2 separate regions of the Anser cygnoides genome follow, and region 1 is linked to region 2. A link is a contact called in public Hi-C data. All regions are on one chromosome and are shown on one strand. Each heading gives the region's core, a stretch centred on a gene start, on an enhancer-like site or on the middle of the called end of the contact. The rest is flanking DNA. Distances are from core to core; before and after follow the strand shown.

Region 1 (7,188 bases), core at 1,661-4,160, 190 kb after region 2:
CTTTCTCCTGGCGATGGAAAAGGGTCACCAGGAACCCCAGGAACCGTCCATCCTCCCCGGGCAGGCCGATCCGCACGCGGGGTTGGCAGGAGGTTACAAGGGTCTGGGTGCTGCCGCGGGCACAACTTGCCAGGAAAAAGGGAATTCCCACCAAAAGGCACCACACATCGGCAGGGCGCCGAGCACCCACACCGGGGCGCCCGCAGCAGCAGATATTCCCTGGGGAGGGCGCGGACGCAGCGCCTGACCCAGTTTTTTTTTTCCGTGCCACCAGGGCACCCCGGAGGCTTGAACAAGGTTTGGGGGCCAAGGACGCCTCACCTGCAGCCCCGGGGGGGGACAGACGGGACCCAAGAAGGTGGTAGGACCGCACGCAGCCACCCCAAATCACGCTGACCCCCCCGGCAGCACGGTCGCACACGAAAACAACTCGTGAACGGAGCGCTCCCGGGATTTGGGACTTAGCGTCCGCGCAGCCCTTTGAAGTTGGACGCGCTAAGTCCGATTACCATTAGAGAGCTGCAGCTCATTAATCCTGATGTTTGGGGCCGGGTCGCCCCCGGCCCCGGTCCCGATTCTGTTCCCAAAGCCAGCGCCACCATTAAACGTTTGGGACGCTTGGCACGGGGACGCCGGTCCCGAAGCCCCGGAGCTCCCAGGAAGCCGGAGGGGCGGCTCCCGACGCCCACGCAGGTATTTTTATAGGATAAAAAGCCAAAAGGGACACGAGTGCGTAAGTGCGAAGTACCTTCACCTTTCCTGCCAGCCAAGCGGAAAGGTCAGATGACTCAAAAGGACTTTTCCAGCCGGGCTCCGGGTGAGCCCCGACGCGGCCCCCTCCGCACGGGGCGAGCGCGGAGCCCCCTCCCCAAACCGGGCTCATCTTAATAAATAAATAAATAAAATAATAACGACAATAAAAGACGATCCAGAGCCGGGAAACGAACCGTTATCCCAGGGGGTGCACCCCGGGGGCCAGCGGGGCTCCCGGAGGACGGGGCGGGAGGGTGCGCGTGCACCACCGGCTGCCGGAGCCTCCATCTTCCCTGCAGGAAGGGGGGCTGCTTCTTCACCGGGGCCGCGAGGGAGAAGCCGTGCGGGATCGCGGCGTTCTCCCCCCCACCCCAAGCAGGGCCCCGGGCCCCGCGGGGTTTGGGGTGACCCCGTCCGTCCCTGCGGGGGCTGCCTGGGGGGCCGGCCCTCACCGCGGCCCCCAGGGGAACAAAGCCACCGAGGGGCTTCCTCGAGCCGCCTCAGGCCGCCAGTCCCTAGGGAAGCCATCGGGCCCTACGCAGCAGGCGCTACGGGGGGGCAGCGTGCAACGCTTTGACCCCCCCCCCCCCAAAAAAAAATAATAATATAATATTATTGCACCCAGGAGGCGGCGAAACCCCACACGGGGCAGCACCAGGGGGTCGGCCGGACCCTGTTGGGGGGGGGGCTCAGCCCCAGCACCCTCCGGGCCGGCTCCTTTGTCTGGGCACGGGCGCGACGCTCCCCGCCCGCCCCTTCCCGCACACACCACGGCATTTTTTCCAGTTACATTTTTTCCATATTAGCCCTCAGATTTCATTATGTCCCGCTCACCCCCCCCCCCCCCCCCCAAGCAATATGTCTGATCTCATTGCCATAATAGGATCGGCGGCGGCGATGGCTGCCCCCACCCCGGCGCGGAAAGGTGCCGTGGGGAAAGGGGGAACGCGGTGTCGTGCCTCCCCCCCCCCCCCCCGCACCCCAAATCCCTGTGGTGTCGGGTGCTGGGTGGGGAGTGTCACGGGGGGGCTGCGTGAGGCCTGGCAGGAGGAAGAGGAGGGGAAGGAGGAGGAAGGCCCATTCCCGCCCCAGCCTGCCCAGGAACAGGCGGCGATCACCTTCCGCTCCCCTCCCCAGGAAATGTGGGGTGCTGTAGGGTAGGGGGGGCCGTGCCCACAGCACCCGGGGGGGGCAGGTTTGGTTCTGGATTAGTTTTGTTTGTTTTTTTTTCCCCCCCCCTGGGACTTTCGGCACCTCCCCATAGCACCCACAGGACCCTCCCCTACCTGCTGCCACCCGTCCCGCACCCCAACAGGGGCTGGGGTCGCCCCAAGTGCCCATGACCCCAAAGGGAGCGGGGCACCGGGGTGGGCCAGGGGGACCAGCGGGCGCCCCTGGGGTGCTGGGTGCCCCGTGGGACACCCAGGTATGCACAGGGCCTGCAGGCACCCTATGGGACCCCCGGACACCCTATGGGACTAGGGATCTGTGGGCCCCTGGGATACCCGTGGGACCCCATGGGGTCAGCAGGCGTCCCACGGGACCCGTAACAACCCGCCACCAACAGGAGCGGCAGCACCCATGGGACCCCGCGCTATCCATGGGGCCAGCGGGCACCCCGTGAGACCCCCGGAGATCCCTCTGCTAACAGTGGGGCCAGCAGAAACCCAGAGCACCCATGGGGCCGGGAAGCACCGACGGGACCCTACAGAACCCCCAGGAGCCTGGGGGCACCCATGGGTGTCCCCACCACCCAGGGGGTACCCATGGGACTCCCCACCACCCAGAGAGCACCCACGGGTGTCCCCACAACCCAGGGGGACCCAGCGCGGGGTCCGAGCCACAGGGGCAAGCGGGGAGGTTGGGCGCCGAGCAACAGGGGGCAGCTTTTGGGGTGAAAAGCGTGGGTTTTGGGGTCAGCCCCCACCTGGTTGAGGTCCTCGTCGTTGAGCAGGTGGGACTCGCGGGGCTTGAAGCAGTTCTGGCACTTGCTCTTGTTGAAGATGTTGGCCTGGAACTTCCTGCACGGGTTGTCCTTGGCGGCCATGGCGCGCGCCCCGCGCCCGCTGCGCCCCCCGCTCAGCGCCCCGCCGGGCGCCCCCCTGCCACCAGCACCACCGCGCCCATGGCCAAGGGAAGGGGTGCGGGGGGGGGGGGGGGGGGAAGCAAAGGGAATTGGGGGGGGGGGAGGGGGGGGGGGGGGTCTCAAAAAAAAAAAAAAAAAAAGCAAAACCAAAAAAACGACAAAACCCCAAAATTCGAAATTACCCCAAAAAAGGGAAATTGCAAAAAAAAAAAATGCAAAAAAAAAAAAATATTGCAAAAAAAAAAATGAATTGCAAAACGCGACCGAGGCGCAGCGGCCGCCCCCTCGGCGGGCAGCGCGCAGCAGCGCGGGCCGGGAGCGCGCAGCGGGAGCGCGCAGGGCCGCGGAGCCCCCGCCCGCGGGGCGGGGCTTGGGGGGGCGGGGCCTGGAGGGGCGGGGGGCGGGGCCTAGAGGGGCGGTGGGCGGGGCCTAGAGGGGCGGGGGGCGGGGCCTAGAGGGGCGGGGGGCGGGGCCGGGAGGCGCCGCCGGCTGCGCGGGCTGCGAAGCGTCCGGCAGGGAGGGGCGGGGCCTGGGTGAAGATGGACGTGCGCTGTCGCCAATGGCGGCGGGAGGAGGCTGCTAACAATAGGGCGCTCCGGCCAATGGGCTGCAAGGAGAAGGGAGGGCGCGCGGCGGGCGGTGCTGGCAGCCGGGGGCGGGGCCACGCGGGGGGGGGGGGGGGCGGAGGGAGGGGGGGCTGCGCTGTGCTGGCCCCCCCCCGCTCCGTGCATGGCCCCCCCACACTGTGCATGGCCCCCACGCTGTGTGCACGCCCCCCCTGCACCGTGCAAAGCCCCCCCACCTTGCACAGGCCCCCCCGTCGTGCACCGAGCCCCCCCCACACCGTGCATGACCCCCCAATACCATGCACGACCCCCCCGTACTATACACGACCCCCCCATACCATGCAAAAGCCCCCCCATACCATGCACGACCCCCCCTAATACCATGCAGGACCACCCCATACCATGCACGACCACCCCATACCATACACGACCCCCCCCCATAACATACACGACCCCCCCCACCATGCACAAGACCCCCCCCCCCCCATTGCACAGCCCCCCCCCAGCACCATGCCATGCATTGGGGAACCCCCCCCCCACGTACAGCCCCATGCACAGCCCGGACCACCCCCCCCCCAGCCATGGAATGCAAGGAGCAAGGGGCTGCCCCCCAAAAATTGGGGGGGGGGGGCACATCCCAGCAAGGCACCCCAGCCCCCGGGTGCCACCCCCCCCCCCCCACACACAGCAAAAGCCCCGCTGTGGTAACCCCGACCCCGTCCAGGTGGGCACATAGAGGGGTCACCACCCACCTGCCCCTTCCCCCCCCCCGGGGACCACGGGGGGGGGGGACAAATAGGGACAAGGGTGCCCCCCCTGCCCCGTGCCACCGCCCTGGGGCCCTTGGGGAGCTCCTGTTTGCCCAGCCCGCTGTTATCGGCGGGTAAACACAGCCGGCAGGGCGATAAGGAGCCCGGCCTGCCATGGGGGGGGGCGAGGGACCCACGGGTGCCATGGTTGGGTGCCAGCGCTGACCCCAGGGGACAGCAGGGACAGTTGGGGACACCGGGTGTGCTGGGGCGGGGGACACCATCAGGAATGGAGATTTGGGAACGCCAACCCCACAAGGCGTCGGGGCGAGCGTGCCAAGCGGCACCTCCACACCGCGCCCCGACCCGTGTGTCCCTCGGGACGGCACGTAGCGGCCCCCGCGGCCCCCGCCGGCACCGGACGGGGCCCTGCTATTAGGAGCGGCCCCGCCGACCTTCCCGGCCTCGTGGGGACCAGGAAAAACCCGTCGGAGGAGAGGCCGCGGTCCCCTCGGCCAGGCGCTGCCCCGCCGTTTGATGTGGCACCCGGCCTCGGCGGCCTCGCCGCGCCGGCACCCGCCAGTAAATAGAGCCCGGCACGGCTGCGAGCTTGTTTATTAATTTTTCCTTCATCAAAGGCCGCTTTAATCATCCCTCTCCCTCCTGCCACTCGTAGCACACACGGTGCGACGTGCCGCGGTGGGGACGGGACGGGGAAGGTGTGGGGATACCCACGGGGAGCGGTGGCACCGCCGCGCGCCCCCCCCCCCCCCCCCAGCCCCATATCGCCCACCCGGGTGCCCCCAGCCGTGTGGTGCTCCCAGCTCCCAGCCCTGTGCCTTGCTGCTTTTGGGTGGATATCTCACCTTTCTCTTGACCCTAATGCCCTAAAAGCGACGCGGCCCTTCTCCAGGCAGGGAGGGATTTTCTCCTTGGGGATTTGCAGTCCCTGGTGCCATCACCGTGGGGCCAGCATTCAGCACGACCACAGAACACCTCTCTTTGGCTATCGGTTTCCCCAAGCAGCAATTTTCCTGCCCCCGATCCCACCTTTCCCTGCTCCCCCCGTCCCCTGATGTTGCTGGGTTATTCCCCAGCACATCCCCGGCCAGCAGCACGTTGCTGGGACCTGGCACGCCCCGCGCCCCGCACACCCCCAGCACAGCCGGCACGGGCAGGGCGATGCTCCCCGGAGGGGCTTCGGCTATGGGGCCAGGGGAGAGGAGCACAGGGGGACCTCCGCATCCCCAGCTGATGCTCAGGGGACTCCGTGGGCCGTGCGTCCCTTCCCCAGGCACCGCAGGGCACTGCCACCACACGCCGAGCAGAGCCACGACACGGAGGAGCGCGGTGCCAGCGTCCCCCCGAGCTGCGCCACGGCTCGGGGCCGTGACCTGGCGCCAGGGCCGGCAGCACTCGCGGGGAAGCGGCTGGTGCCGGGGCTGGCTTCAGCCTTCCCAAAAATCCAGCCCAACGGGACGGGCCTCTCCGTAAACCTGTCGGGCCGCATTCAGCCATGCAGGAGCCAGCGTCCGTGCGCCGCCGGCCGCCCGCCTGCTGCTGTGGATGGGTGCAGCGAGCGGGGCCACCAAAAACTCGACTCCCCGCACGTGCCCCCATGCCGGCAGGCCCCGGCATGGCCGAGGCATGAAATGCTCCCTTGTGTGCCGCTGTGATGGGCAGCCCCCCCCATCCCATCCCCAACGCCCCCGCTGCGGGGATGCCCGGCTGGGGCAGCTGTGCGTAGCAGCCCAGAGCCAGTCCGGAGCAGTTTTCTCCAAGTAGGGCAATTAAAGTAGTGGGAAAATGGAAAGTATTCGTCAGGGAGCTGCGGTGGCAGAAGGGGAAGGTGCTGCGGTGAGTCAGCGATCCCAAGCGAAGCCCCAGCGCCAGGTAAACAAGCTGAAAACCAGGAGGTGTTAGTCACCGGGGCTGGCTGCACCGGCCCCGGCTTGGGAAGGGCACCACCGACCCCTCCTGCCCCACAAAAATGCTCAGCGGCACCAAAAACCCTGCCACAGAGCAGCACCCCTCCCCATCGCGGCATGGCGGTCCCACCAGGAGCGGCCACCTCCACCCGTCACCAGGGTGGGGACGTGGGACTTGTGGCCGTGCCACAGCGTGGGACCCCAGGAGCCACCCCGTTTTGTAGGAAAACTGCTATGGGACGTTTCTTCCTGCGGGGGCGGGCGCTGCCGGGGCAGGAGCAGGACGCCTGGGTGCTCCTCCCGCGTGGCCATCGCTCCTCGCGTGACCTCGGGCGAGTCATTTCGTCTCCCTGCGCCTCCACCTCGCCGTCATTACGCTGGAGCCAGACGGACGGATGCCCAGGGGAGAGGGGAGGATTCGGTGTTTAAAGCCCTGGGATCCCTGCCGGATCCAGGCTGCGACCGGCTGGCGCCTGCGAGGGTTCCCCTTCTCCTGCCCGGTGCCAAACAGGGCATGGGGTTCTCCTTCTCCTGCCCAGCCACGGGGGCTGGATGCAGCCAGGGGCTCGGGTGCCCCCATGCTTCTGATGGCGAGGGGGAACCTGCAGGTTAGAAATCCGGGGCGGGGGACAAACAGCCTGATGGAGGGAGGAGAGCCCCTTGGCTGCCCCGGTGCCATCTCCTTGCCCAAAAAAGACCCAAATTACCCTCTGGAAGAAACGCCGTGCTCAGCTGCAGCCGTTGCAGGCCAGAGAGGAGAGAGCAGCTGGGAAAGACCCCGCAGGGGGTCTGGGGCAGCGCTCTGCTTCACTGGGTGCACACACATGTACACACGCACACGGGCCTGAGCTAGCCCCAGAAGCTGCCTTAAATCGTGTCCCACCAAGCAGAGATTTCTTCTCATCCAGAGCCTCCCATGCCTGCGAGTTCATACCCTGCTAAAATTGGGCCAAATGTTAATTGCGCTCCCAGCCGGGCTATCAGCGACCGGGTCCCATGGCTGCTTCCTGCCATTAGACCTCGCTGTGCTTTGGGGGGGGGGGAAATCTGGCTCTTTTGTTCCCACGTGTGCCTCCCCCCAGCCTTGTTTGGCCGGGATCACCCCG
Region 2 (7,438 bases), core at 851-3,350:
CAGCCCTGCAAAAAGCCCTCTTTGTCTCCTGCGCAGCTGCCAGGATATTTCCGAGAGGCAGGACGGAGGCCGGTGCGTGGAGGGGCCCTGCTGTTGCAAACACCCCCTTCCTTCTTACGGGGGAAAACATCCCCTCAACGGGGGATTCGGCAGTGGGAGCAGCGTGGGGGCCCTGCTGTTCCCCTGCCCCAAATGCAGCCCCTCTCCCCTGAAGTGCAGGGTGCCCCCCAGTGTGGGGTGACAGGATGGGTACGTTTGTGACAACCCAGCTCTCCCCCCGTGAATGACGATTTTTAGCTCCTACCCAGTGATTTCAGTTCCTGCCCCATGTTTTTCCCCAACAATTTGAAAAGAAACTCAGAGTCAGTGATTTCAGCTCCTGCCCCGTGTTTCCCCCTCAGAAGCTTTATTACTCAGCTCCTCTTCGTTTCAGGTCCAGCTCTTTTTTCTCAGCTCCTTGCCCACGGTTTTACCTTTTCCTCCCCCATTTCCTCTCCTGAATGTGGAGTCTCAGCTCCTTCCCAGGGATTTCAGCTCTTGCCCTGTGTTTCCCCCCAAAAGCTTTATTATCCTCCCAGCCCGCCGCGGTGTCCTTGTCCTCTCCCAGCTAGCCACGCTGACAGCACAGGGACATCCTCCCCTCGCAGCACAGAGGCCCGTTTGGAGAACTTTCCTCCCTGCTAACCCCCTCCCCGGGGAGACATTTCCTCCTTTCTGAACGCTGCCGTCATTGCTCTCCCCACCGCGTCCCCTTCACCCTCCCCTCTGCCCCAAGGACCCAGCTGGCAGGACTTGCAAAATAAACATCCTCTGCGCTCCAGCCTGGGAGATGGCAGAGGCGATAATTACACACTCAACGCAGCAAAATTATCCAGCGCGAGGGAGAAGAGGCCGGAAGCAGCTGGAGATAATCCGTTCGGGGAACGCTGCTCCCACCCACGGTGCTTTCGCGTGCACCTCACCCCAAAGCAGCCGGCGCTGCAGTTTGTACTGTGACTGCGTTCGCAGGGCCCGGACGGGATGGGATCCAGCCTCGTGCAAGCACCCGGAGTGCAGGAGCTGATCCTGCAGCCAGGGAAATGGGGATGCGGAGACAGATTCGGATGAGCAGAGTTAAAGAAACCTGGTTTCCCACTGAGCCGAGTCGTCACTGGGCTTCCCAGCATCTTTCAAGCACAACCTGGAAGGGTGGTGTTTTGCCAGCGAGGGCTGCACGTGAGCCATCACTCGTGCATGTTTTCGGTGCCTGTCCAGGCACACGTGCACGTCCCATCCCCTTCCCCACCACCGCTTCTGAGAGATCTCTGGGAGGGACACTTGCAGCCCACTCGTAACACCCCCTTCCTACCTAACTCCTTTTTGAAACAAATGTATTTCTTCTCAAATGAAGGTCTGTCAAACTGGAAGGTCCACGCAGAGATCCTCTGAGGCCCGCAGGGACGATCCCACCTGAACTCCCCCACACGGGACCGATTCCCACCGGCCGCACCAACCCGAAACATCTCGGAGAGGAGAGCAGAAAAGAGACGAGGCCAGTAACAATAATCGCAATCATTACAAATAGTACCGCCTGCTGAAGGGAACAGGGCACAGTGAATCACCCGTAAAATACACCCAGACCTGGCGGGTTGAAATTTTGCCCTGGGACGAGCAATAGCGGGCACGCAGCGACTCCAGCAGCAATTTCTGTACCAGAGACCCACCGGAGGTGTTTCTGGCCCCAAACACCGACCCGTTGTGGAACACACCACAAGCCCCGCACTCTTTTCCAAGCCCCACGCTTTGCCTGTGCCCTCTCCGTACGTTTGGCCCCGAAGGGCCGTGAGGGCCCCGTGGGGCCCCACCGCAGCCCCCCCCCCGCCGCTCCCTGACGCCCCGGGGGCCTCAGAGCCCCCCACTCCCCTCCCCAACCCCCTCCGTGCCTCACCACCGACCCCATCCCCGTCCTCCACCGGCGCTGCAGCCCCCTGAAACCCACGGGGGCCAAACCCACCGCCCCCCCCTCACCCCGGGGAGGGGGGCTGCAGGCGGTGCCGCTCTCCTCCATCCCCCCCCACACACCCCCCCCGTTCTCCCCCCCCCTTTCTTCTTCCCCTCGCTTGCTTCACACCGGGGCGAAGTCCAGCAGCCTCCAGCTCCGGCCTCCCCCCCCCCCCCCCCTCGGCAGCCGGACAACACGCCGGGAGCCCCGCGACGGAGGCGGCGAGCTCGGTGGGTGCTCCCCAAGGGTTTAGGGGGGGGAGACCCGGCGGCCATGCCCCGGCTCCGGAGGCCTCTCCCTCCCTGCCCGTCCGCGGCGTCCTCTGGGCCCTGTAGTCCTGCCGGTGGCTGCCGAGGGCGGACTACACTTCCCGGCACCGCCGCCGCGTGTGCTCGGCGTGCTGCTGCCGGGGGTGGTGGTGGCGGTGGGGAAGGGGAAAGGGGGGGGAAAGACCCGCGGCCTCCCCCCCCCCCCTCCCCAGCCCCCCATGCGGCCATGGCCCTGCGGCCTGGCTCCGGCGACGAGCGGGGCCCCGCGGGCGGCCGGCGGGGAGCGGGGCCGCGGTGGTGGCCGAGGGATTGCTGCAGCGGGCTGGGCGGCCTGGACTACGGGCAGGTACCGGGACGAGGGCCGGACGGGGGTTGCAGAGGGGCTGCGGGGGTCCCTGAGGGGGATGCTACCCGCTGCGCCCCCCGCCCTTCCCGGCCCGCTGCCCCCGCTGTGGGGTTCGGGGGGTTTTGGCCGTGCCAAGGTTGGGGTTGGGGGGGGGGGGTGGGACGTGGCCGTGCCCGCTCTGGGTGTCGGGGCGTTCGTACGAGGCTCGGTGCTGGAGGGTTTGGGGTCCTGCTGGCCTCAGCGGGGGTGGGAAGGCGGCGGCTGGCGGCGAGGTCACCGTGACCGGGTGCCCCGCGTCCTCGCTGCCACGCCGCCGTTGCGCCGGCGCTGCCGACGCGCTGGCCCCGCGCGGTGCCCGGCGTGCGAGGAACGCGAGGGCGAAGGTTGCCCCGGGATCGCATCGCTGCCCTGTGTCGCTGCCCTGTGCCACCTCCGAGCGGGGATGTTTGTGCGGGTGCTAAAGCCCCAGGCTGGGGCTGCGGGTGGAGCGGATTGTTGGAAATCTGCAGGGATGCTCGGCGCCGTGCACGCACGGTGCTTGAGGTGCTTCCCGTGGCCCTTCCCGGCCCTAATTGCCACTCAAGACGCGATTTCGTGCCCCAGCTGCGTGGCGAGGGCCGCATCCTTACAGCGCCTAGAGGGGCAAACCCCTCCTGCTGCCACCACCAGACCTGGGTGAGCCGTGCAGCTCTCATCCGCCCGAATTTTGGGGCCGAGCAGCATCCGAGCAAGCAGCGTTTGCCACCAGGAGCTCCTCCGAGATGCGGTTGTTTATCACCTGTCAGGGAGGAGGGGGGCAAAGTTGAATGTTCTGTGCTCGTTACGTGGTTGTCTCAGCAGCTTGCAGAGACGGCTCATCCTAATGGGCTCCCCTTTTATCCCGAAAAGCACACGCCAGGCACAGGCCAATCTGCTTCCCTCTGGCAGCCGCGAATTTGGTCGTTCAGGAGGAGAGAAAAGAAGGTGAGCGCGATGTTAACGATGTTGCCAGCCAGGAGTTAGTAGGTCAAGGAGCTTTTGTTCAGCCCGTGCTGGCGGTGTGCTCAGCGCTGTACGAAACAAGAGGAAAGAAGCTGTCCTGGTCCCGTGGGTTGGCCATTGAAGCAGGACCGGACAGTTCGGCCCCGGTGCTGGCAGCCCTCTCGGTGCCCAGGTTACGGCTTGGCAGCGCTCGGCTTGAAGGGACGAGGTCTGGTGGCGAAGGGCTGCGTGGGGGTGACAGGAGGAATGGGGACAGGGTGAGGAGAGGCCCTGGGGGCTCTCCCCTTCGTTTGATGCTCTCCCCCGGGGCGCTCGGTGGTGGTCTAAGGGCTGGGGGCAAACCCGTGCGAGGATCCCCCCGCCTGCCCGTAGCGATTCAACCTTTGCCCTTGCACTTCGTCCTCTGGGCGGTCGTTCGGCCGTCAGGGGACAGCAGGCTGAGCAGCCCCTCTCCGTGACTGCTGTCACTGCTCCGGTTCCTTGGAAGGAGCCCGCAGGAGCTTCTCTTCTGGACAGGAGAGGTCAAGCCGCTGCCTTTTCCAGCCCTTCCCGTCCCTTAGCATCGAAGGACTCGCAAACACAGCTGTGTTTGGGAAGCAAAATCCTTCCACGTCTCAATGTTGTCTTGATTTTGATTCAAGTGAGGGAAAGGCTCGGGCCGGGCTATTTTGTCTTTTGTTTTCAAAGTTTTTGGCAAAAAAAAATAATAAAAAAATAGGCGCTGGCTGTTTTTCATCCACATACCACTGCAAGGAGAGGGGGAGGGATGGGGAAGCAGCATGGCTTACTGCACGTAAAAACGCTGACAGGGAGCTGTCCTGGGAAAAAAATGTCTCTTAAAAGGAAATAGGGGGAAAAACAGAAAGGAAAAAAGGAGGAAAACCAGCAAGCTTTAAGGGTTTTCTTTTGTTGTTGTTACATAAGACAGGAAAGTCTTTTGCAGCTGTTAGTGATGCAAATGCATCCGTGCACACTGTGCAGCGGGTTGGCATCGGTCTTGTGCAATGGAAGGCGAGTTGGAGGCTGCACGGTGCGGGGTTCGGGGTGTCCGTGCAGAGCAGAGCCCCAGGGACAGCCCTCTGGCCCCGGGGGGGCCATAAAGCGGTGCCCCCTTCCCTGCGGCTCAGAAGCACGTAGGGTTTCCCTGCTGCCCTGTAGTGCTGGTGCTCATCCTCACAGCGCCCGGGTCCTTCTGGGCACTGCTGCAGACACAGGGCTCCCTGAGGCATGGGGGGAGCCAGTTTGGGGGAGCCCCCACCCCTTTTTTTTGGCTTTGCGCCCTGGCGTAGCAAGATTTAACGATGCATTAATTGGGGACATTGAAAGAATCACCCGCTCCTGCAGGGCGCTTGGTTTGGGACGAAGACACCCCCTTTGGGTATGACGCTCGGTGCCCCCGCAGGCACCCGCGCCCCCAGTAACTGCCTCCTTCCCCCCAGGTGGATGTTACAGCCATGGCGCAGCTCTTCGGCTACGTGGACATGACCGACTCCGGCTTCATTGCAGCCATCCTCTCCATCGCCTTCAACCCTTTCTTCTGGAACGTGGTAAGAGCCGCTTGCGCACCCGCCACACAGTTGTTTTGAGCTCTCCTTTGCTGGCTGACATGGGGGTGGATCCCCTTTGGGCTGCGCTGAGCAGCCCCTTACCTCTAAATCATCTCTCCTGCAGGAGCCCTGTAATCCTCCCCACTGGTGGTGGTGTTTATTGCTCTGGGAACAGGAGGCCAGAGGAGAAACCACCTCTGGGGAAGTCTGCCGGGCTGGGTGGGGAGAGCTGTGCCCAGGTAGCAGGCACTAGAAGGGGGCGAGCAGGGAGCTGTGCTGTCTCCTGGGGTTGTGACCAATGTGGCAGAGGACAGGAAGGTAGGAGCCAGCGCAGGATGCAGAAGGGATTAGGAACCGAGCTCAGGAGAGGGGGCAGAGCAGGCAAACCCATCCTTTAGCCACCTCCTGCTGCACCTCCTGCCCCAGCAGCCGGGCACTGGTCACCCCCTACCCTGGGGGATGCACTGGGCGCGTTGCCCGCTGCTTCTCCTCGAAGTTCGTTAGCAGGCAGTTGTGCGGATGCAGGAAACAAAAAAAAAAGTTAACCTGAAGATATTCCCCCCTCCATCACGCTGCGAAGACTGGCGAAGAGCTGCAGAGGTGGCAGCGAGCCAGCCCGAAGCGTGGGTAGGGTACCTGGGCACAGGTGACGCTCGCTGTTTCCGTGGGTGCCGTATTGCTGCCGGGCACCATAGCGCTTCAGGAGCTGAGGCTGGAAGAGCTTTCTCTGCCCGTTATCGCTGCGGTTCGCCGCCTCCCTGCAAGAGCAGCGAGCACCGTGGCTGCTGTGCGAGCGCTGCAGAGCCAACGCGCCAGGTGGGGAGCCCAGGGCGGGGAGCACGAGTTCCCGCAGCGTCCTCTGCAGCGCAGCTGAGGTCTGGGGACGAAGCCTTCTCCCTGCAAGCACTCATGGAAACGGGATGTCAGCGCAGCCAAGATTCCAGAAGCCGCCTGCCAAAGCTCCCCGCAGCGCTTCTCACCCTGGGGAAGTCTCCTTAAAAAGGCCTTGTTTTTCCAGAGGGGGAGGACTCGGCTCTCTCCGAGCGCGGGGGCTCTTGAGATCGTTTCACGCTGGGCTTTGGAAAAGCGAGGCTCTCCTAGCCGTGAGTCACTGTGGAAACCTCTGTCGGAGTTCTTTGTTGCAGCCTCCCTAATTTTTCATGCAACTCGTTATTAAAAAGTCTCACGGTGTCTGAAATGCGAGCTCGAATACGCCACATTATTTCAACTGTGGAGTCATCGTTTAGCATAAAGAAGCAACGAACAAGAAGATTCAGGATGTGGTCTCTGGGGGAAGAGACGGGCTCCAGCGAGAAGCTGCATAAAAGGGGAAAGAAAAAAGTCCTTTGTTGGCGTCTGCTGCTCTGCCTGCGACTCGCGGGATGCCTGCAGCTTGGGAAATAGCGCTGCTTTTTGGATCGAGAGTTTGGCTGCTGTTAAAGGACAGGGAAAGCTGATGTAACAGCAGGAAGTTCATTGCTGCGGGTTGCTGCCGTCCCCTCTGAGTGTCTGAAGAGCATTGCCGTTGGCGGCAGGTGGCACTGCGAGCAAGTCGTGCGGGGAGCAGAAGGCATCTCTGCATGGGTTTGCAGTGAGCAACCTGAGCTGGCGTGCTGATGGGAAGCTCTGGGGAGGCGAGCGTGGCACTGGGCGTTTCTCAGCTGCAGAGGGCCAGGTGCCTCTCTCAGTCCATGTGCCTCCATCCACACGCTTGTGCTCCCCAGTCCCCCGGCATCTCTCTGACGTTTTCAGGCCCTTCCAGGCTCCGGCTCGCACCGGGCACTGCTCGAAGGCTGTTGGCAGGGGTGCTGGGGGACCTGTAGCCCTGTGCAAGCCCCCACCGTCAGGTGCATCTTAGCAAGAGCAGCTCCAGCCATCCCTGAATTTTCCCTAGCCTGTCTGTCTGATTGCTGTCCCCTGCCTGCACCGAGCCAGCAGCTCTTCTTTCTTTCTCTGCCTCCCTGCACAGGCTCCCTTTGTCTTTTTTCTCTTTGAGTTCCTTCCCAGCAGCTGAGCTCGTCTCTGCATCTGAATTACTTTGTCTGGGCTTGCAAGAGCCTTAGTGCAAAGAAGGGTTTCTGGGCAGTGCCAGGCACCCTCTGCTCTCTGTGCTTGCTAAGCAATGTGGGACCCTGCTCAAAACACCTCCTGTGCGTGAAATTCCCGATTTGGGTAGAAATCGGGTGGGGACGCACTGATTTAGTTGAGCGTCTTAATTCCCTCTTTCTGCTGAACTCCGGCCAGGTCTGCCTCTTGCAAAGCTTGGCGCCGGGTTGTCCTTGCTGCGCAGCGCCTCTGAATAAATATGTGGTGG

Evidence for each region. A called contact is a pair of places that touch in the nucleus more often than the background predicts.
Region 1: a contact with region 2 is called in a Hi-C map of liver, with 2.3 times the contacts expected there. The contact joins the promoter of MPRIP here to the promoter of PEMT in region 2. A contact is called at or near these places in 2 of 7 Hi-C or Micro-C datasets (both in liver).

Annotation. Positions count from the first base shown.
Region 1 is chr15:3,414,310-3,421,497 of Taihu_goose_T2T_genome, forward strand. It overlaps MPRIP (myosin phosphatase Rho interacting protein), which reads right to left and starts at 2,911. Exons shown (of 24, transcript XM_066977802.1): 1 at 2,681-2,911. The coding sequence starts at 2,800.
Region 2 is chr15:3,223,712-3,231,149 of Taihu_goose_T2T_genome, forward strand. PEMT (phosphatidylethanolamine N-methyltransferase) reads left to right here and starts at 2,101. Exons shown (of 8, transcript XM_066977696.1): 1 at 2,101-2,211; 2 at 5,017-5,124. The coding sequence starts at 5,032. LOC125182461 (a long non-coding RNA gene) reads right to left here and starts at 2,074. Exons shown (of 2, transcript XR_007162312.2): 1 at 1,349-2,074; 2 at 371-1,180.